3 separate regions of the Mus musculus genome follow, and regions 1 and 2 are each linked to region 3. Evidence: chromatin contacts called from public HiChIP or PLAC-seq and promoter capture Hi-C data. All regions are on one chromosome and are shown on one strand. Each heading gives the region's core, a stretch centred on a gene start, on an enhancer-like site or on the middle of the called end of the contact. The rest is flanking DNA. Distances are from core to core; before and after follow the strand shown.

Evidence for each region. Promoter capture Hi-C pulls out the DNA fragments that hold promoters and counts their contacts. HiChIP or PLAC-seq counts read pairs in DNA pulled down with a chosen protein or histone mark.
Region 1: a promoter capture Hi-C map of liver shows a contact between it and region 3. The contact joins the enhancer-like site here to the promoter of Pafah1b2 in region 3. A contact is called at or near these places in 13 of 39 promoter capture datasets (the C10 cell line, the HPC-7 cell line, Sertoli cells and 9 more), 1 of 15 datasets of contacts at CTCF or cohesin (pro-B cells), 22 of 484 Hi-C or Micro-C datasets (B cells, the CH12 cell line, Sertoli cells and 15 more), 37 of 115 datasets of contacts at active chromatin or transcription factors (the 230-238 cell line, CD4 single positive thymocytes, CD8 T cells and 27 more) and 5 of 9 other capture datasets (adipose tissue, embryonic stem cells, liver and 2 more).
Region 2: a contact with region 3 is called in an H3K4me3 HiChIP or PLAC-seq map of the SCID.adh cell line, with 18 read pairs. The contact joins the promoter of Bace1 here to the promoter of Pafah1b2 in region 3. A contact is called at or near these places in 2 of 484 Hi-C or Micro-C datasets (cerebral cortex and embryonic stem cells), 3 of 115 datasets of contacts at active chromatin or transcription factors (the SCID.adh cell line, embryonic stem cells and pancreatic cancer cells) and 4 of 9 other capture datasets (adipose tissue, embryonic stem cells, liver and 1 more).

What each region holds. Positions count from the first base shown.
Region 1 is chr9:46,206,255-46,209,141 of GRCm38.p6, reverse strand. It overlaps Sik3 (SIK family kinase 3), which reads right to left. Exons shown (of 25, transcript NM_027498.3): 16 at 1,070-1,220; 17 at 299-424; 18 at 1-78. Among named protein-coding and RNA genes, the nearest start is that of Apoa1, 21 kb to the left of the region's middle. Within about 2 kb of position 1,476, at least 57 of the 459 cell types and tissues checked have an H3K27ac peak or open chromatin away from gene starts, as enhancers often do. A contact at or near this core is called in adipose tissue, embryonic fibroblasts, hepatocytes and 3 more, where this site is marked.
Region 2 is chr9:45,837,254-45,840,212 of GRCm38.p6, reverse strand. Bace1 (beta-site APP cleaving enzyme 1) reads right to left here and starts at 1,668. Exons shown (of 9, transcript NM_011792.6): 1 at 925-1,668. The coding sequence starts at 1,185.
Region 3 is chr9:45,982,984-45,986,160 of GRCm38.p6, reverse strand. Pafah1b2 (platelet-activating factor acetylhydrolase, isoform 1b, subunit 2) reads left to right here and starts at 1,290. Exons shown (of 6, transcript NM_008775.3): 1 at 1,290-1,456.

The sequences.
Region 1 (2,887 bases), core at 227-2,726, 220 kb before region 3:
CTGGTGGGTGAGGAGGGCTGGTTGGTTTTCACAGGCAACCTGAAGAGGTGGGGAGGGCTGAGGAGGACAAATAGAATCCTAAAACACAAAAGGGGGGAACGGCAGCATCGTGAGCTACGAAAGGCATTAGGGCTATTCCTGGGAAGGGGCAGAAAGCGCTGTGACTCAGACATGTCACCCACAAACGTGGCTCACACTCCACGCTGCCCTGAGTCTTTCAGACAATGCACAGGCCAATGTGCCTGCCAGCAAACTCAAAAACGCATTCTGAGAGAGCGAAGAGGGAGTGAGGGCCTACTTGGATTTGCTGCTGGAGGATCTGATGGTGCTGCTCCTGCTGGTACAACATATGCTGCTGCTGGGTCTTCTCCAGGGTCCTCTCATCCACCTGCCCCCCGTACATCTTCTGCAGCTGCTCACACTCCTGAAGGGAAAGCAGTGGGGACAAACGGGACACGGCCAAGTCTACCCCATGCCATGACCTCAGGAGAGGCAGATCTGCCCCCAAGGTCTCATGGGCGGAATGAGCCATGGAAGAACGGTATCCTTGTTGGGCATGCACACAGTGATCCTCACGCCCTGCTCTCTGGGGAGCAGTGGGAAACGCCAAGGACACACTGTGGAATGCCCAGTGTGGAATCAACTATAAACCCAGAGAGAGCACGTGCTACTTGAAGCCCTTGGCTCGTCACAGTATCCTGGGAGCAGGTTTGCTACCTCTGGGAGCAATACCAGCTGGGGATTATGCCGGGGGTGAGAAAGTACAGCAATGGGGTCCACTACGACCCCGTGCCCTGCATACAAGGGGCCTGCCAAGATTGCTTACAAGTACCGTTCCCAAGAAAAAAATCAAACCAGAAATGCCTTCCCAATGAATTCCAGATGGTGGGAAAAAATTTTTAGTCTCATTATGAGGGAAGCAGGTTTGACCCTAGGGAGGGCAGTAGATATTGAAGAAAGCTATTCTGCTTTAAGCTAGAACACCTCAGTGTGGTTGACATGAAGGGTATGGAGAGTTACTGCCCGGGTCCTGGCACTGTACTGCTCCCCCTGCCCCTCCAGAGATTACCTGCTGCAACTGCTTGATGCTGCTGCTGTTGCCCATTTTTTCCAGGTGAGCTTTGAAGGCCTGGATGCTTGCAGCCCCGTCTGAGAACCGGCGCACGGGGGAGAAACGCTCCGTAGGGAGATGCAGGGTGTTGGAGTCCTTGTAGGTGGAGCTGAATATATGGGAAGAGACGGTTAGCAGCCAGGACTCGGGGGGTTATGACCAATCACACGGGACCATGGGTCTACATGAATACAGAGACAGTGGATGCATGAGGAGCCCTGCACATGGTACTCCGTGTCACTTCCTGAGGTGGCTGTCCCCCTGAGTGGACTACAGGCCCTCATCTCCCACCTCCACTTACCTCAGGTTGGTCCTACTTCCCAGGCCTGCTGAGGTCCTGGGGTCAACTACATCCGGTTCTTATATAAACATACTAGAGCAGGGTGCAACTCCGCAGTACGGCCAGGACTGGCTGAACCACACAGGCTTGGTTCTTATAGTCACTCATTTATTTTCTATTGTAGTTGCATTTGGGGGGCGGTGTGTGGATAATGTTGTGCAAGCTATGGTTTTTAAAACCAGATCCCTGCCTGGTATCTTTAGAAACTTAGAATTCACCGTTTGACCCTGAGTTACCTCTAGCAGTAATCTATGTGTGGCTAGGATGAAACCAAAGTCAGTTCTGTGGTCAAAGGTCTGGCCTGGAACTCACAGTTCTGTTCTAGAGAAGGGAGGGTGGAGGCTGGGGTGGGGGAAGACAGGGACCTCTGATCCCAGCACGGAGACAGCGTATTCCTCAGGAATGTGGGTGGGCCTCAAGATCCTGCACGTACCTTATGAACACACATGAGGCCTCCTTCCTACTGTGAATGCTATCTCCTCACACAGCAGCACCTGCCCAACTTCCTGCTGACAGAGGGGTCCCCAGTGTTCAGTCAGAACACAGCCATGTCTTATGGGGAGAAAGAAGAACCGTTGATCAGGAGCCCTAAGATAGCACCGGGCTGGCTAACACCTACACTTGCTGCCTAGCCAGAAAGAGATGTTTATGAGCTGAGATAAGCAGGTTAAAGACTGCAGAGGCAGCGAGCGTCCCCACAGCTGATGGAAAGGGTCAGGGTAGCAGGTCTAAGGCAGAGATGACATCACGCTGAGCCAATGGTGAGGGGGTGGGGAACCTTGCCAGTTTGGACTGAAGCAGAGCCAAAACCAAGGAAGCAGGCGAACAAGCAAGTTCAAATACAGTGCAGACAGGGAAGGGCTGAGGAGAAATGAGGACCAGGCAGCGAGGCCAAGAGAGTGCTGATGTCGGGGTGAAAGCCCTTACTCAGACGTCATCAAAGCTTCAAGCAGTGGTGAGCTAGTGAAATGCCCATGGAGTCCTACTTGTTTTAGTAACATACAAGGCAGATTAATCAGGGCTGGGGAAAGGATGTCACGGTCCAGACACTGAGTTCACCAAGGATGCTTGCAGACACCTGTTCTCTCTGCACTTCAGCCTCTGAATGGAAACCCAGCACCGGTATTATCTCCCCTCACATCGGACGCCTACACTTTCAGTATTTTCAGGCAATAGACAGGTTTCCGTCACCCAGGGATGTTCTTCGAGCTGTCTTTCTGCATGAAACCATTTCTTTCTCATTATAGCAAGAATATCCCAGGTTCAAGGTGTGGCACCGTTTTCCGGACTCTCAGGCTGTGAAGTCGGCCCCAGCTCAGCCTGGCTCAGTCACTTCAGGGGATTGGTTCCGAGGGACCTGACCACTGCAGAGCCATGGGCAGTGTCAAGCGTGTACAACTTTGTTTTCAACAGCAACCACGGTCACCCAGGGCAGC
Region 2 (2,959 bases), core at 419-2,918, 150 kb after region 3:
GCACACGCAGAATCACACTGCCACCAACCAGTACCCAGACTCGCCCACGGAGGTGGCAGATGCACTCAGAGAGGTCAGCCAGCAACCCCACATGGGCCATAGCTGACTCAAGCCCACACTCCCAGTCAGCACAGGTAGAGGACACAACCTCCACCAGCCACCCCAGGTACCTTGGAAACTGTTGGAAAAGACGGGAAAAGACAGGGAGAAGTCCCTTCCCATGGCTGTGTGCCCATCCGTCTCAGAACCCTTGCAAGGGGTTTCTGGCTCCCCTAGGCTTATCTTTCTCAGACTCAGTACAGCTCTCTTCTGGCCATGTTCTGAGGCATGGGTGGGGGAGGAGCTAGAGTGTAGAGAGTGGGGGTTGGGATAAAGGAGGAAGGGACTAGGGGAAGCCAGAGTCTATTGGGACTTGGAGGCTACATGGATGTTACTAAGACTCTCACTTTGTTGGCTTATGGCAGCCCAGACTTAGAGTAAGGGGCTGATTGATCCAACTGGTGCCAGGATTTTGGGTTCTCAAGAAGATGAAGGTGGGGATCTTAGATACCCCCCCCCCCCCCGCAACACTAGAGTAGGGGAGAGTGTGGAGATGGAATATGAGAGACTCCGGCCACTGACACCTGTTACAGTGTCCCCGTGCCTGGCCCTTCCCCAGGGTCAGCCACCACTGAAGTGCTTTCTTGGGCGTGGGGGGATGGGGCAGTGGGAGTGAGAGGTGAGTAGTCAGTCCTGGGGCTTGGATGCCAGTGAGAGGGGGCGGGAAATGGAAAGGCTACTCCCAACCGGATCCTGGAGGAATAGGAGCGGGCGGTCATTCTGCACCCACTAAACAAACCATTTTATCAGGGCAGGCTGCTTCATCTCTACCCTATCACCCCTCTACCATGCATGAAGGAGGGTTGCTAGATCTGACCACCTTACCGTCTGTGGGGGGCTGCCTACGGTCATCTCCACATAGTAGCCCTGGCCGGACTTTCCCCTCAGGTTGTCCACCATCTCCACAAAGCTGCCTCTCCGGCCAGGCTCCTCCGATTCCTCGTCGGTCTCCCGGGGCAGCCTCAGGCCCAGGGGTGGCCCTGCCAGGCCGCTGCGAAGGGGCAGCCGGATGCCGAGATGGGTTCCCTGGGCAGGCAGCATTCCCGAGCCCACCCATAGCAGGAGCCAGTGCAGCGCTGGGGCCATAGTGAGCCCGGGCCTTGTGGTCCGGTTGGTGACTGTCCCTCTTGCCTGCCCCTAAGTCTGGGTGGTGGTGGCTTCTCTCAGGAGAGCGGCCTCGGCGGCATCAGGACTGCAGAGTCTGCAGGCCCCTCGCTCAGTTCCCGGTCCAGGCGGCGGAGAGTGGGCAGGAGAAATCCGTAGCGCACGAGAGGAGACGACGATGGCGATCCAGGGGACCCAGCTACATCTGGACGCCGGCCGCCAGCGGGGGGATCGGGCCCCTTGTGGGGCTGGGAGGGGCGGGCATGGCTATCCGAGCCCGTAGCTTTCGGGGTCTTCCAGGCGGGCTTTGCAGCTTGGGGACCGACAGGGACTCCGGGCTCCTACGGCTGCGTCGGCTGCTCAGGCCACCATAATCCAGCTCCCAGCTCCCAGCACCTAGGCAGGCTGGGGAGGCGGAAAGGCTTGTGGCGGTGGCTGTCAAAGCCAAAGGGTTTTTGCTTTTCCCTGGGATCTCTGGGAAGTGTAGTCTTCCCATGGCAGACAGCCCAGCTTCCGGAGCTGAAAGGGGTCTGGGATGCCCTCTGCCGAGATGGAGTTCACTCTGCAAGACCCTAGCGGGAAAGCATTTCCTTAGCTCTAGCAGAGCAAGAAGGAACCAATATCATACACTTCTCATCTGCTAGTCCTTCTTTCATTATTTATTTATTTATTTATTTATTTATTTATTTATTTATTTAGGGTACAGGGTCCTGCAAACATACAGTGTAGTCTAGGCTAGCTTCAACTTTGATGCAATTCTCCTGCCTCACTTTCCTGAATCAGCATTGGTTAACACCCCCCCACACCCCCGTGCGCACCCTGTCATGCATGCCAGCCACTTTACCCCTGCACAGGAGTAGAAAAAGAAGCACAGATCCCAAAAAGAGATTAACCGGGGAGAACTGTGATTCTTGCCACAGTGTGATGTTAAGAATTTTGGGGTAAGCTGGAAACCTGCCTCAAAAAACCAATAAATAGAGCTGGGCGTGGTGGCGCACGCCTTTAATCCCAGCACTTAGGAGGTAGAGGCAGGCGGATTTCTGAGTTCCAGGCCAGCCTGGTCTACAGAGTGAGTTCCAGGACAGCCAGGGCTACACAGAGAAGCCCTGTCTCGAAAACCAAAAAAAAAAAAAAAAAAAAAAAAAAAAAGAAAAAAAAGAATAAAATAAAAATCAATAAATAAAATAAAATAAAACAAAATTTGGGGGTATACCCCGGATGTTGAGGCACCTGCCTTTAATCTCAGCAGGAGAATTTCTGTAAATTCAAGGGCAGTTTGTTCTACATAGGTAGTTCTAGGACAGCCAGGACTGCATAGAGAAACTCTGCCTCAAAAAAGAAACAAAAAATGGGCAATCTAGAAGAGGTGACCTTAAAATTGGAAGTGTTTTCAGGAGCAGAGGCTGGAGGAGCAAGGTGAAAGGGACGAGAGTATTCCAGTCAACAAACCAGTCACTGGGATCCGACAGGGAGACCTGCCGCCTCTTCTGTTCAGAGCATTTAACCTGCCCCAGCTATGAGGTGGCCACCTCTTCTATGCCTGAATCCCTTTGTCTTTCTTTTGTTTGTTTGTTTTGGAGACAGGGTTTCTCTGTATAGCCCTGGCTGTCCTGGAACTCACTCTGTAGACCAGGCTGGCCTCGAACTCAGAAATCCGCCTGCCTCTACCTCCCAAGTGCTGGGATTAAAGGCGTGTGCCACCACCCCCCGGCCCGTTTGTGTCTTTGATGGTTTCCTGTCACGAATCCTCATGACC
Region 3 (3,177 bases), core at 41-2,540:
ACACCATGACTAAAAGCCAAGTGGAGAGGAAAGGACTTACTTCCTTTACAGCTCTCAGATCACAGCTGTCACAGAGAGAAGTCAGGGTAGGAACTGGAGCTATAGAATGTCGTTTCTTACTGACTGACTGTGTGCTCTTATACAACTCAACTCAGGGCCACCTTCGCCAAGTGGCACCACTCACAGTGGGATACGCCCATCAATTATTAATCAAGAAAATACCCTCATAGACTGCCTACATGCCAATCGGATGAAGGCATTTTTAAAGTTCCCTTCCTCAAATGACCCTGATTTGTGTCATTGACAAAAACAACCCAGACATAGGGCTTTATCATTGGAAACCAATTCAAGTTGTTTCTCTTAACAGTGTATTTAATACTAAACTGTTTAAATAACCCTTTACGATATTCTCTTGATCAAAACACTTAAAACAGCACTTACTGAGATCTTGCTAGTGTACCATATGTAACTGGAATATCTGCAGAAGAGTTATGGAGGCAGTGACAAAGTCATTATCTTGAAATTTTTATTTTGCATTCGAGATAATACAAGCAGCACATAAGTGATTTGAAATTTTATTTTATTATCTCGATAATTTAGGCTTACAGGTTTCAAGAACATTCTCAATCAGTTTCAGAGTCCTGGAATGCTCTGCAATTCACTATTATGAGTTTGAATGAATCCTATCCATCATTAAAGAGCCAGCCCTGGCACTGCTCCACCAAGTTTCCCTGCTAATGATGACGCAATCTCTTGCCCCTCCTCTTGGCGCTGATCTGTCCTGCACTTATCCAGCCGTTAGCATCTAATCTCTACATTGACTCTCTATGTACTCCCCTAAACTGGATGGATTTCTAAGGTAAAGACTGGGGTTTCTGTTATTCCCCGAGTGGTATCTATCACACAATTCTGAGTATCATCATAGAAATTCTGCTGGTAAATGTAGGGGTTGCCCCTTTTAACTTCGGGCCTATTTCTCCCCATTCTCTGCAATCTGGTTTATCCCATCGGTGGAGGAAATCAGTGGCTAAGAAGGGAGTAGCGTCAGCGAGAGGTCAAGCTACACTGTCTCTAAGGCCATCTCCGGATAGTTTCCGTCATCCTATCAGGACAGGAAGGCAGTTACAGGAAAGATGGAGGCTCAAGTCGGGGAAAGAAAGAGAACAAAGTCAGTACTTGGCAGGGACGGTAGACCTGTGCGCCAAGCAAAGAGCGCGCACTGCGAGGGAAAGTGAGGCGCACCCGCCCCGCAACTAGCCCCGCAGCCAGGGGCGGGACTTCCGGAAGCCATTTGCCCGAGTGGCAGGGGGACCGGAAGTGGAGGCGCTGCTGCTTGGTGCTGGGGCCCGAGGAGGGGACGCGCGCCGGAACGCGGCCGTCGGGATCAAGCGAGCGACTGAAGCGCAACCCGCCGACGCCGCAGCCGCTGAGGGCCCCGCACGGACCCTCTGCCTGTGTGAGTGCATCGTGGGGACCGCGGAGCCGGGGCCTCGTCGTGACGGGTGGGACGCGCGGGCGAGCCGGTATTGTGAGGCCCGGCTCCCCTCCCCCACGCCGCCCCTCCCCCGCCGCGCCCCGCGCTGTCGCCCTGCAGGGCCTCCGGGGCCCCGCGCCGTCGCCGCTGCCCTGCGGCGCCCTGGTTCCACCCTGGCCAGCGGCTGAGCGGCCCGCGGGTCCCCTGGCCCGGCCTCCTGCCTCAGCTGTCGCCTTTTCCCTCCATCCCCGGGGTGGGACCTCTAGGCCCAAGCCTGTGACTGGGTTGTGCCTTTTTTTTTTTTTTAACGGATCACGCTCTTTGCCCTTCTCGTCGAAAATTGTCTCCTCATTCGAAACTTCTCTGTTGCCTTCGCTTATACTTCCCAAAGACCCGTGTCAGGGCTCTGAAAGGATTGGTAGAGGCTAGCCTTAAGGGTCACCCACTTCATTCGGCGACGAGGCCCAGGCGTTGGTGACTTGGCCGATGGCCTACCGCCAGCCAGGTACATCTGTCAGTGAGTAGTTTCCTTGGAGGTGTGTTTCCTCTCCCCAGCCCTTGTGGTCCATGTCCACTTAGCGGGTCAGAGCCTGTGGTCTCCAGGTTTGAGTTACTCATGGCAGAGTGACTCGTTATCCTTTCCATAGCTCCCAGGCTGACGTTGCCTTTCATCATGTATATACGGATCTTAAGGAAACCCAAAGCCATAAAGCGTTGGCGTCTCTGAAGAACGTGGCTATGGACAAAGGGAAGGGCACCAAGACGCTAAGAGCAGGTCCTAGACTTGCATTTTCTACAGCGTTGAGTTGAGTGGAGAGAATGGGCCAGAGGAAAAGGTGTGGAAAAGAGAAAAATGCAAGCTTATCTTTCCCTTGGATGAGGCTTGTGTCTGCCCGTCAGTTCCTTCTCTGGGCACATTGTTCAGACTTAAAGGTTGCCTCCTTGTGGGAGAGCAGGGGAGGGAATCATTGTGCATTAATTTGTTGGCATGGGCACTTGATAATAAATTATGGATGGGCTGGATCCTGGGGGGCCGCCCACCAGAGACCGGGGCAGGGCATTCTGGACGAGGCTTGCCTTCCTCTTCAGAATAATTCTGCCAACTCTCTGAAGCAAAATGAAAAGCCTCAGGCCTTAATGGAAGCATCCTAAATCTTTTCATTCTCATTCAAAAGTCTCAGCAAGCTTCTAGGTTCTCTCTCTCTCTCTCTCTCTCTCTCTCTCTCACACACACACACACACACACACACACACACACACACACACACACACACCCCGGCTGAGCTTGAGGGGTTGTAGTTGTTTTGTTGGGACTGACTTCCACACCACTAGTGTAGAGAGTCCGGTGCTGTGCTGTGTCGTTGAGGTCTAAATTAAGTGGGGAAGATAGAAAGTTTAGGATTAGGACTGCCTTCTCTCCCTGGAGATTTTTGAAGGACAACAAAGTTTGCTCTGCAAAATAGTTTTTCATGGAAATGTACACAGTTGCCCACCTTTTATCGCCTCCTTGCTAGTTTTTCATAGGAAGCCTGCAGTTCCCTGGCTAAGGAGATTATTCTGACCCAGTAAGGTGAGGTGGGAAGTGTTGGTTTTTAGTTTTTGAACTCCTAGGGATTGGGTACTACCTCTGGGAGGTGGAGCAAACGACAGTCAGGAGCTGGGATGTGGGTGCTGGGAATCAAACCCAGGACCTGTGGAGGAGC